2 separate regions of the Sus scrofa genome follow, and region 1 is linked to region 2. Evidence: chromatin contacts called from public Hi-C data. All regions are on one chromosome and are shown on one strand. Each heading gives the region's core, a stretch centred on a gene start, on an enhancer-like site or on the middle of the called end of the contact. The rest is flanking DNA. Distances are from core to core; before and after follow the strand shown. Region 1 holds the start of SIX4 (SIX homeobox 4). Region 2 holds the start of SIX1 (SIX homeobox 1).

What was found. Hi-C and Micro-C count contacts between places; a contact is called where the count stands out from the background.
Region 1: a Hi-C map of skeletal muscle shows a contact between it and region 2, with 2.0 times the contacts expected there. The contact joins the promoter of SIX4 here to the promoter of SIX1 in region 2. A contact is called at or near these places in 17 of 47 Hi-C or Micro-C datasets (alveolar macrophages, brain, embryonic fibroblasts and 8 more) and 1 of 2 datasets of contacts at active chromatin or transcription factors (skeletal muscle).

Annotation. Positions count from the first base shown.
Region 1 is chr1:189,678,162-189,684,242 of Sscrofa11.1, reverse strand. It overlaps SIX4 (SIX homeobox 4), which reads left to right and starts at 1,865. Exons shown (of 3, transcript NM_001244614.1): 1 at 1,865-2,736; 2 at 5,477-6,081. The coding sequence starts at 1,865.
Region 2 is chr1:189,620,765-189,626,708 of Sscrofa11.1, reverse strand. SIX1 (SIX homeobox 1) reads left to right here and starts at 2,057. Exons shown (of 2, transcript NM_001199718.1): 1 at 2,057-2,912; 2 at 4,959-5,944. The coding sequence starts at 2,353. The coding sequence ends at 5,253. LOC106509125 (a long non-coding RNA gene) reads right to left here and starts at 3,780. Exons shown (of 2, transcript XR_001306416.1): 1 at 3,504-3,780.

The sequences.
Region 1 (6,081 bases), core at 616-3,115, 58 kb before region 2:
ATCCTGGGAATCTCCATATGCCGAGGGAGCAGCCCAAGAAATGGCAAAAAAGACAAAAAATTTAAAAATAATAAAAAAAAATAAAGAGTAAGTGGGAACTCTCTGTACTCTTTTTATGACTTTATTTTAAGTCAAAATTCTTCTAAAATAAAAAGCATATTTTTAAAAATTCAAAGTTATGAGTTTCAGATATTGTCCAGAAGTCCGATATTTAACTGGATATTCCCAATGGAGTAGAAACATGTGGTCTTTTCTATAAATTTTGAATCTACCAGAGATGTCAGTGCTGGCTTCATTAAGGTAGCACAAAAGTTAAATTCAAAACCAAATGATTTCTTGGTCATTGATCAGCAATGAAATTCAGCCTGTCCACAAAAAAAGAAAACTTCAGCAAGGTGATCATGATAGCAGGTGACCTAAACAGCTGCTTTATAATACATTGAAGTAAGCATTTCTGGGTAACTGGGAAGCAGAAACAATACAAGTCCACATAGAATTAAAGATTAGAATGATGTCATTAAGATGCTGCATTTTGAGAAAGAGTACCAGACACAAACTCAACTGAACCATCTTAATCAGAGAAGCAGATATGGGTTCATCCTTTTTTGAGGTAAGATCTCATGCAAACCATGAAGCAAAGAGATATAACTGCAAAAAGCATCAGACTCCACCCCCAAACCCTTCAGGGCAAACCAGAAGGCAGTCTCCCATCTGTTTATGCTGTAGAAATGGCTGCTGATCCTGCATTGAACTCCAAGACACCTGCACATAGAGATGGTTTCTACCAGGAATATCATCTCTAAAAAACAATTAATACACTTATACTGAAAGGGTTCATCTGGGAGATTTAAATTTCCATACTGTTGCTACTATAATCTAAAGCTTAGACCTCTTCCACTCTGCTGACCCAGGATAAACTTATAGCTAAAAGTTCTATATGCTTAGTTGCATCACCAACTCAGTTGGGCAGCCAGCCCTCCAAGTGACTTAAACACATTTTTTTGAAGCCTTCTTGTTTTCATCTTCTTAGAGGGCTATTTATACCATTTTCAGTGTCCCACCCCCCACCCCCCGCTTTTGGAATTTTAATTTCCTGTAAATGCTTCCCCATTAGAGCATTCCCTAGTGCCATTTTATTCTTGACCCTTTTCAATGCAAAATCCTTAATAAAGACATCAGAAAGGGGAGTGAAGGGCAGTAGAGAGATACCAGGAAAGCTTCTGAATTGTTCTCTGAAATTTTATCATCTAGATGCTGAGGGTGGTCTCTTTGTTAAGAGTTTAGCATCCGCACCTTAATGCCCAACAATTCATATTCCCTCTGGAATCGTAGGGACTCTCTCTGAAAGAGTCTGTTGTCCAGTTACCAGGCCCCATTAGGCATGTTCCCGCCCAGGAGCAGGGCCTGAAAAGAATGTCGGTGCCTCCCTTCAGGTATAGGTGCCTGGGGGTCAGGGGGAGAGGGGAAGGCAAGGGGTGGAGTGGGAGGCGGGTGATCGACAGGGATAGAAACGGTGTCTCCTCCTCCCTCTGAATGTGAAATAGCCAATGAGGTGGCGCGGTCGGGCCGGCCCGGCCGCCAGTGCCATATAGTATGCAGCAACCCGAGGAGTCACGTTGGGGGAACGGCAGAAAGCAGCTATCCTTTTACACTACTTTGCTCTAGCAGCTATCTTAATGGTGACTGCGTGGCCGGGGGGAAACCTGATCGGCCAGATCCAGCCGAAACCGGGAGGGAGGGAGTGGGCTTTCCGGAGGGGGGGAGGGGGGAGGGAGACGAAGAAGGAGGAGTGAGAGAGGGGGAAAGAAAGAGGAAAAGAGTGCGAGGGAGTGAGGGAGGGAGGAAAATAAACAACAAAAAAAAAATGTCCTCTTCCTCCCCCACCGGGCAGATTGCAAGTGCGGCGGATATCAAGCAGGAGAATGGGATGGAAAGCTCCTCGGAAGGGCAGGAGGCACCCCGAGAAGTGGCGGGGGGCGCGACGGCGGGGCTGAGCCCCCCGGCTCCAGCCCCCTTTCCCCTGGAGCCGGGGGACGCCGCGGCCGCCGCCGCCAGGGTGAGCGGAGAGCAAGGGGCAGTATCGGCGGCGGCGGCTGGAGCAGCGGCCGATCAGGTACAACTCCACTCGGAACTTCTGGGCAGGCACCACCACGCCGTGGCCGCCGCCGCCGCTGCTGCGCAGACCCCACTGGCCTTCTCGCCAGACCATGTAGCCTGCGTGTGCGAGGCGCTGCAGCAGGGGGGCAACCTGGACCGCCTGGCCCGGTTCCTGTGGTCCCTGCCCCAGAGCGACCTGCTACGTGGCAACGAGAGCCTGCTGAAGGCGCGGGCGCTGGTGGCCTTCCACCAGGGCATCTACCCTGAGCTCTACAGCATCCTCGAGAGCCACAGCTTCGAATCGGCCAACCACCCGCTGCTGCAGCAGCTCTGGTACAAGGCACGCTACACCGAGGCCGAGCGAGCCCGCGGCCGGCCGCTGGGCGCCGTGGACAAGTACCGGTTGCGCAGGAAATTCCCCCTGCCCCGCACCATTTGGGACGGCGAGGAGACGGTGTATTGTTTCAAGGAGAAGTCGCGCAACGCGCTCAAGGAGCTCTACAAGCAGAATCGCTACCCTTCGCCCGCCGAGAAGCGGCACCTGGCCAAGATCACTGGCCTCTCCCTCACCCAGGTCAGCAACTGGTTCAAGAACCGCCGGCAGCGCGATCGGAACCCCTCTGAGACCCAGTCCAAAAGGTGAGCGCCAACTTTCCTCCTCCTCCCCCTTCCTCTCCCCCACCCCCTTCCCAGCTTTCTTTTCCTCCAAGTGCTCGCAAACATGGCGCTTACCTTCCCCACCAGCTTGGTCCGGCTGCCCACCTCTCCCCGCCCCCTACCTCTCTCCCCGGCCGGGGGGAGGGGGGGCAGCGGTAGCGAGGGGCGGGAGAACCTCACTCTTTACCCTCCCCCACCTCCCCCAAGAAGTTTCTCGTCGCCCGCCTAGGTCTCAATCCCCGCCCCCACCGCGGCTGGTCACTGCTGCCCGGTTTCCCACCCCCATCCCGCTGGCTTTGAAGTTGGCACTCTGTCCCCGGTTCTGGCCGGGCGAAGGGGCTTGTGTAGGCGCCGGAAAGGCAGCTCTCGTGGCCGCCGGCGGCCTACGGAGGTTGCCAGCGCCCGCCGGGGTCTGCACCTCCACTGGGTTACACCGGCCTGGCGCGCGCACGCGCTCCGGGACCCCTGGGGTTCAGCTGCCCGGAGCCTGCGCTGAAGATGACCGTGGCCGCTCTGAGGGAGGGGAAAGTTGGCGGCGGCTGGCGGCGCGGAAAGGGGTCTGGGGACGTCGAGGTTTTATATGACAGAGTTAATCATTCACCCTGCCCGCTGTGGTTCCCTTCGCGGCCGCGGCAACTGTAGGGTGTTGGTGCGGCTCTGCTCTGCGGTGTTTTGAAACCTGATTCTGAACTCCTTAGTCTCGGATTTCAGCGCTGCTGGGGTGGTGGGGCTGGAGGGCTGCTTCCTCAGCCCCGAACACTCGGTGGCTCCCTCCTGGCGGGTGTAGTTGGGGGAGTGGGCGCAGACAAGCCATTGGCGGACAACGGGAAAGGAGTGGGGGCGCTCTCCACTCTGCACCTCCTTGAGCGCCCACCCTGGCGGCTTGGAACTTTTTGACTGCCAGGTGTTTTTTTCCCCAACCGGTAGAAAATACCGGGCTTCCCACCTCTTTTGTGCGTCTTCCTGAGTCAGGCACCTAGTCTCTGTGTCTGTGTGTATTGTTGGGCGAAGTAAAGTAAGGAGAAGGTCGCCTAAAGGGATGGTGTCTCCAGCCCCGCGGGCATAGGAGAGAAAGAATCCAAAAGCAGCTCGAAGGTTCTGTAAAGGGAAGGAATCTGGGAGCCGGGGAGCCCGGCCGGGCGGGGAGAAGGCGATCACCTGGCGCATTCCAGAGCCCGGCGCGGGCCGCTCCTGCCATGCGCTCCTGCGGGGGCCGGAGCGACGGCTCCGGCGTTCCTCGCCCAAGGCAGGGAGGGAGGCTCTGTGCCCGAGCTGGGCTTCCAGGTAACCAAAGCAAGGCGCGCACTGCCACCTGCGTACACCCCGGCGCAGACTTGCGGGGAGACCCAGAGCAGACGCATTAGTAACTCCACGCCACCTGACCCGGCGTCTGCCTGAGACTGCGGGCCCTGTCGCGAACAGAATCCCCGGGGCAAGGGGTAGGGGGCGTGGGGAGCGGGCGCAGACTGCAGCCTCCGCTCCGCCGGCAAGGCGGGTTCCCAGGGTCTGCCTCGCCACACTCTGCCAGCTTCGACCCCCGCCCCCCGCACACACCGCCCCGCCCCCGGCCCAGTTGCCTGGCTGAGGCCCCTCTCCGGATCTACCTCCCACCCGCACCCCCGGTGAGTCACCCTTGCAGACGGCGACGGCGGCTCAGCCTCAGCTCGTAAATCAAAGCGCTTTCTGCGCTCCTGGCCCCGCAGCCCAAAGCCCGGGTAATCCCCTCCCCTCTGCATGAAAGCGAACCGACTGCCGGACACTGCAGGGATGTCGGATCCTCTGCTGGGCTAGGTCCCGCCGCGCTCCAAACTGCCTCTGCCCAACACCCCCCTTTTTTCCCCTCTCTCCCAAGCTCAGACCAAATGGGAAACCCCCACCAATACCCCGCCCCGGATTTGGTATTTCACCCCAAATCGGAAAGCTGAGGAACACAATCCTGTCTGGAACAGAACAGGGCTGAGGGTGCTGGGGAAGGGGCCTGATAGGTACAAGGCCACTGAGTGACCCACACCCTTTACCTCCCACCTCACCAGGACACTGGATGATGTTTGTTAAATAGGCCCCTATGGCTTCCTTTGGATTCAAAGGCGACTGCACATAACAGTTCTTGGGTTGAAAGTGCTTTTCCTACAACAAGGACAGCCACTTTGTTGAATGAGACATTTGTCAGTCTGGTGGAGTAGAAGTTTGGGAGCAGGTGAGAAAATGATTTCTTGTTAACTAACTGGCAAACAAAACTGAGTACTTCCCACCTCCTGCTCCTTTGGCAGTTTCATTTATCTCTGAAATCAGACTAATCTGGATTGGTTTGAGGGGAAGGGAAAGAGTTCCTAACCCAAAAAACTGACCACCTCTTCTGATACGTTTTTTCTATGGTATAGGTAGCAGCATAATTACCAGTAAGAAATAATTTCAATGCTATAAAAAAAGATACATACAATTTTCCTGAAAATCCTGTTAGCTGAATTTACATCTTTCAGACCTCTGGATTTACCCTGAATTTATTAGTAGTAAAGATTATTGAGATATGAGAGTTCATCTTCCCAGAATCCCTGGTCAGAATCTGCTGAAAGGCATCATAGCCAAAACAAAAGATTTCCTGCTGTGCTTTCCTTAAATGCTGCCTTTCGTGGGGTTAGAGGCTGGTTTTCTAAACAAATGGCACTAAGTAGAATGTTGTGGCCCTGACTTTCTGAACATCTTAATCTCCTGCTCTATACAGTGAGTCAGATGGCAATCCTAGCACCGAAGATGAATCCAGCAAGGGTCATGAAGATTTGTCTCCTCATCCACTCTCTGGTTCATCCGATGGTGTTACCAACCTCAGCCTTTCCAGTCACATGGAGCCAGTCTATATGCAACAAATTGGAAATGCTAAAATATCTTTAAGCTCTTCTGGAGTTTTGTTGAACGGAAGTTTGGTACCTGCAAGTACTTCACCTGTCTTCCTTAATGGTAATTCTTTCATTCAGGGACCCAATGGAGTTATCCTTAATGGATTAAGTGTGGGAAATACACAGACAGTGTCATTGAATCCACCCAAAATGGCATCAAACATTGTGAGCAATGGTATATCCATGACTGACATACTGGGGTCTACCTCCCAGGATGTGAAGGAATTCAAAGTTCTCCAGAGTTCTTCGGCTAACTCAGCAGCCACCACCTCCTACAGCCCCAGTACTCCTATGTCATTTCCAGGGCTGATACCCAGCACTGAGGTGAAAAGAGAAGGTATTCAAACAGTGGCTTCCCAGGACGGAGGCTCTGTAGTGACTTTTACCACACCAGTGCAAATTAACCAGTATGGCATCGTCCAGATCCCCAATT
Region 2 (5,944 bases), core at 808-3,307:
GCTGCCATGCCAATAAGGAGCATTCCAAACAGAGACATTCCTCCTGGCAGGACATAGCAGTTCCTCAAGACTTCATCTGAAACATCATGAGTACTAAAATAAGACCATGAGGGAAAATTACCAGACACATGGGCTTGGGCTCTGCTTTGCCAGGTTTCCAGTTTAGAAAGTAAGTCATTGGGTGCACCATATACTAGGGGCTCTTTTGAGATAGTATGCACCCATTAAATGCATTTTCAAATAATTCTAAATACAATGAAATATCAGCATCTGTTTTCAAGGTCTAATTGCACAGGATACTGCAGGGTTTCAAAGACGCAAAATGCATTGTTTGGGAGATCAGCAGAGAAGCAGCTTTGTGTCTTACTCAGAGTCTCCCCAGAGACAGCTAGGAGGTGGAAACCTTTTATGATTTTAAAATGCACGTTCCAGGGTGCACTGGACTGGGTGCATCATTTTAAAACCATATAAATAATATAAGGAGAAACCCACACATTGCTTCTCCTCCCACTCCCACTTATGTCTCAATATGTAAATTGTTCGGTGGTGCTGAGCTCTTGCAGATTTAAAGAAGACAAGCAAGTTTAAAGAATCTAGAGTTTGTTCCTCACAGTCACTAAAAGGACACATTTAAGTCAAAAGCATTTTTGAAATGTGCTTAAAATTCTGTTTTGAACTTATCTAATCAGAGTTAACTAGAGCCATAAAGTCACTATCTTTCTATCCTTTGGCTCCCCTTATCTCCTTGCATTGTTCTTATCTCTTGCCAGTCTCAGCTACTGACAATAGATTATCTTTGTTTAGAGATGCTAATTGTTTTCAAAATCTTTTTAATAATTGCTTTGGAACAAGGTGTGCAAATGAGGCTTAAAATAATTACAGTTTTACTAAGCATTCTCTACACAAACACAAAATAACAGATGATGGGACTGAAATTGTAGGACATCTCTCATTCTCTGGCAGTAAAATAGGCCAGCATTGCAATCTACACACACACACACACACACACACACACACACACACACACTTCTTTATTTAATCTTCTTGGAGCCACTGTCCTCCTCCCTTTGAGGGCAGTGTCCCTCTCAGAACAGGGCAAGGATTATATTACAACCGGAGGGCTATTGGAGCCGGACACAGTTTTATTTAATTTACACCCCATCCAGCGCCTTTCGTGTGAAGTTCCCAGGGCATTTTTGCTAATAGCAAGTAAAGCTTCTCGGCATTCCTCAGTAGCAGAGGTGGCCTCGGAAAATGCAACTGCTCAGATGTGGAAACTGAGCCCAGAGGCCTGCCGACTTAAAGCATAGAATATTAAGATACCGAATCACAAATGAACCCTCAGCAATTGCTCAGCCACTATGCTCTAAACAGCTCTTTGCGCTGTCCCAAATAGTAGCGGCCTTTTGAGAACATGAGAAGTACTCTGCAGTTGGGAGTATTCAAGTCCTTTGGAGGGCGGTGGGGGCAGGAGGGAAGAGAGGAGAAATTAGGTTTGGCTCCTAGAGCTGAAGCCATTCTTCCAGCGGCTGCAGTCCGGAGCACTGATCTGCTTGCTCTTGTATTATTTATCGCGTTCTCTAAGCTATTCATCAATCCATTACTTATTCATTCCAACATTAAGGTAATTAAATATGAGCTCACCGGGAAAGGGCGAGTCTGCAAGGGACGGGGACAGGGGTACAGAGGAAGAGAAGGGGAATATGAAGGTCTGGAGTCATTGATTTGTGCAGAGATGAGAGCGGCTGCCCTTAGATGACACTGCAGAGGGGGCTCACGTTGCAGGGTCCTGACGTACTCACCCACTCCCACCGCCCCCGGTCCCCGCGAAGCGCCTCTCCCTCTTCCCTCCCCATCTCGCTTCCCACCTCTCGCGGTCCCACTCCTCCCACCACTCCCCACCCGCCCCCGCTCCACAGCTTCGCCCTCCCCGCGCGGGGCGGCGGGGCCTCGCGGCCCGGCCAGGCGGCGAGCAGGCTGGCCAGCCCCGGATAGGCGCCGCCCGCAGCCAATCAGCGCGCCGGGGACACTGCGCGCTTTAAGGCAGCTGCGGGTAGAACAGAAACCAAGTTCCCCGGCAACGAGCAGCATCCACCCGGCGGGAGACCGAAGCCTGAGAGGCCCGAAAAGCTGCGGAGTGAGCCGGCCGCTCCCTGTCCAGTGCGCGCCCTACTCATTTTCTTCTTTGGCCGGTCGTCCCCAAGTCTTGACTTGTCTTTCCGCCTGCATAAAGCCTCGGGAGGGGGTTAGGAGCAGCCGCGCCCCCCCCTCCCAGCGGCTGCCGCCCCCGGCTTTTTCGGCTCTGCTCCCTGCCGCGTGCGCTCCGGCAGTGCGCTTCGGCAGGCCCCAGCCATGTCGATGCTGCCATCGTTCGGCTTCACACAGGAGCAAGTGGCTTGCGTGTGCGAGGTTCTGCAACAAGGTGGGAACCTGGAGCGCCTGGGCAGGTTCCTGTGGTCGCTGCCAGCCTGCGACCACCTGCACAAGAACGAAAGTGTGCTCAAGGCCAAGGCGGTGGTCGCCTTCCACCGCGGCAACTTCCGCGAGCTTTACAAGATCCTGGAGAGCCACCAGTTCTCGCCTCACAACCACCCCAAGCTGCAACAACTGTGGCTGAAGGCGCACTACGTGGAGGCTGAGAAGTTGCGCGGTCGGCCCCTGGGCGCGGTGGGCAAATATCGGGTGCGCCGAAAATTCCCGTTGCCGCGCACTATCTGGGACGGCGAAGAGACCAGCTACTGCTTCAAGGAGAAGTCGCGGGGCGTGTTGCGGGAGTGGTACGCCCATAACCCCTACCCCTCGCCGCGTGAGAAGCGGGAGCTGGCCGAGGCCACCGGCCTCACCACCACCCAGGTCAGCAACTGGTTCAAGAACCGAAGGCAACGAGACCGGGCCGCCGAGGCCAAGGAAAGGTACGGGGTGTGATTCCTGACAATCAGGGGACCCGGGGAAGTCTTCCTTCCTCTCCCTCTCCGCCTCTTCCCGCCCACCCCCCTCCCCGCCCCAGGCACCAGCCACCGCAAAGGTCCCTGCTGCCTGAGCCAGTCCGCGGGGCGGCGCCCGGGCCTCCGCGGCCCTGCGGCGAAAGTTCATGAACTCTGAGATCGCTTGCTCGGGATGGGGGGCTCCTCTGATTTGAGCATCCGCGCGTGGGTTTCCTGGGATGTGAGTGTCGGGAAATGTTGGCGCTAGGTTTGTTTTTCATGCCTCCCAGGCTGGCGGGGGCCAGGAGTGACGGGTCGAGAATGGGTTTCTAGATAAATTAGAAAGGAAGGTGTGATCTTGAGGAAAGGGATTCAGTAGGGAGGGAGGATCTCGAGCCTTTTTCCTCTTGCTCCCCGGAGGAGTGGAGCTGGCTGAAACTTTTGTTCGGTCTCCCCTCCCGCCTCGTCCTGCACTCGCTCTCTCCTTGTAGTCTTTTGGGCCAGAGGTCGCTTCATCCCGCACTAATTGTACAAAAGGAGGAATCTTTCAAAAGAAATCAAGAGTTTGGGGCGAGTTACCGTTGCATGTACTCCCAGGCGCCTCAAGCCCAGAATGGATCGCTCCTCGCTGGCTTCCTCGCCGGTGGCCAGGCGGCGGGCGCAGCAAGTCTGTCCGCTGTCCTCGCCGCTGCCGCCCCAGGCGAGGCAGGGATGCCCAGTTTCATACTTCTCTCGCCCTGGAGCTCAGAGGGCAATCTTTTCTTTATCTGTCTCTGCCTCTGCCCTCCTCGCGCCAGCATCCCGGCCACCTGGCCGGGCTCCAGCCGGGTGTTGTCGCTTCCGACCGAGGCTCGAGGTTCGGAGGAGCGTGGGGGAGGCGGCGGTGGGGAGAGCACTCCGGGGAGCCGAGCAGGTTGCGCGAAACCTGAGCGCCCGGGTCGGCCGGGTTTCTTTTGTTCGCCTCAGAGCCTGGGGGCCGAAGATGTTGCCGCCCTGCTCCCCTCTGGGCGGAAAAGCCAAGTCTGGATAAATTCAACTGAAATAGGCTTTCTGGGAGAGAGAGAGACTGCGACCGGTGGGGAGGGAGTGGGAGAGACCGCAGGCCCGGGAGTGGGGAGGAGGCCGAGCGCTCTTAAGGTAAAAGCGGCGAGAGCCCTAGAGCCCTGGTTTACCAGCACCCAGCGCCCGGACTGACGCCCGGTGCGGCGCGCCGGCTCCCGCAGTTGCGGGGTGGTGGAGTTCCCCCGCCCGGAAAGGGTGCGCTGCTGTGGATGTCCTCAGGGAGTTTGGGAAAGGGCCGCGAGGCAAGGAGGACTGAGCCAGTAACACGGGAACAGGGACAGTACAATTCCAGTTAGACGTTAGTTGCAAAACGGCCGTCCGTCCTTTAAGTCAGGCCCGAGGGCCCACTCCCTGATGAAATCGGAGAGACTGGCTGCGCTCCCTGTGTGTTTACTCAGGTCACTGGGCCGCTCTGGACACCACTTCCCATGACCTGTCCTGTGTCTCTGAAACCACAACCTCCGGGCAGGGGCAGGGGAAAACTTGTCAGTTAATTGTTTCCTCAGATGGGAACAGGACAGTTGACTTGATTCATGCCCAAACATCTGTGCACTGGGCGCTCTTCGTCCCCTGATCATTTTCTTCATCACCGACAACCATTTGTTGGAAGTTGTTCACATTTAGTGACTTCTAAATGCGTGCTTGTTGATAGGTATTTAAAAATAACTGCTTGAACAAAAATTTTAAAGTAATTTTTGTGTTGCACATAAGCTCTGCTGATCTGGCTTTCTAAAATCTGGAAGAGGTAAGGACCCAGCTCCCCTTTAGCTCCCCTTCTCAAGTCTCTGCTGCCTCCTCATTTCCCCAGGGCCCTTGGGGATGAGTGAGAGGGCAGAGATCCTCCATTTGGGTCAATGACTGATTGCTCAATGGCCCTTTCCTACTCCTAGTTCTCCTCCCTCCATCTCACACTTTTTTTAACTTTTTTTTTTTTTTTTTTTTAACCATATGGTGTTGTCCTCTATTTCTTAGGGAGAACACCGAAAACAATAACTCCTCCTCCAACAAGCAGAATCAACTCTCTCCTCTGGAAGGGGGAAAGCCGCTCATGTCCAGCTCAGAAGAAGAATTCTCACCTCCCCAAAGTCCAGACCAGAACTCGGTCCTTCTGCTGCAGGGCAATATGGGCCACGCCAGGAGCTCAAACTATTCCCTCCCGGGTTTAACGGCCTCGCAGCCCACCCACGGCCTGCAAGCCCACCAGCATCAGCTCCAGGACTCCCTGCTGGGCCCCCTCACCTCCAGTCTGGTGGACTTAGGGTCCTAAGAGGGGAGGGAATGGGGCCTCAAGCAGCGACTAGGGACACTTGTAAATAGAAATCAGGAACATTTTTTTGCAGCTTGTTTCTGGGGTTCTTTGCGCATAAAGGAATGGTGAACTTTCATAAATATCTTTTAAAAACTCAAAACCAACCACAGTCTCAAGCTTAGTGCCCTCTTCTCTCCAACTCTTTCCACTTTTGCATCTCCCCTCCCAGATCAGGGAAAAGGAAGAAGAAGAAGAAGACGAAGAAGAAGAAACCCAAACAAACAAAAACATCCAGTCACCCAGTCTTGGTTCTGGGCAATCCAGATTGCTGCTTCAGTAGTCTCTCTTTCTCTCTGTCCCTCTCTTTTTTGTTCAATGAACAGGGCTTACAAATCAACTGGATTTTAATTATTTCCTTTTAATTTATTTATGGTAAAATGTTTTGAGAAGAGGAAAAGGAAATGAAAATGAGAGAGAAGAGAGAGAGAAAGTCAAAATAGTGAAAAGAGCCTCCATCCTGGGAGGAACTTGTTGTGTTCTTAAGGTGAATAGGAAAAATATGATCTTACAATTTTTTTTGATGGGGAAAATTAAGTTTACATTTTTCATATTTAGTGTTAAACAATTTTATGTAGATTAAAATGAAAGAACAGTATTGGGGGAAAAAACAAGTGCCTAAATGTCTTAATGCTCTCTACATAAGGCAGTT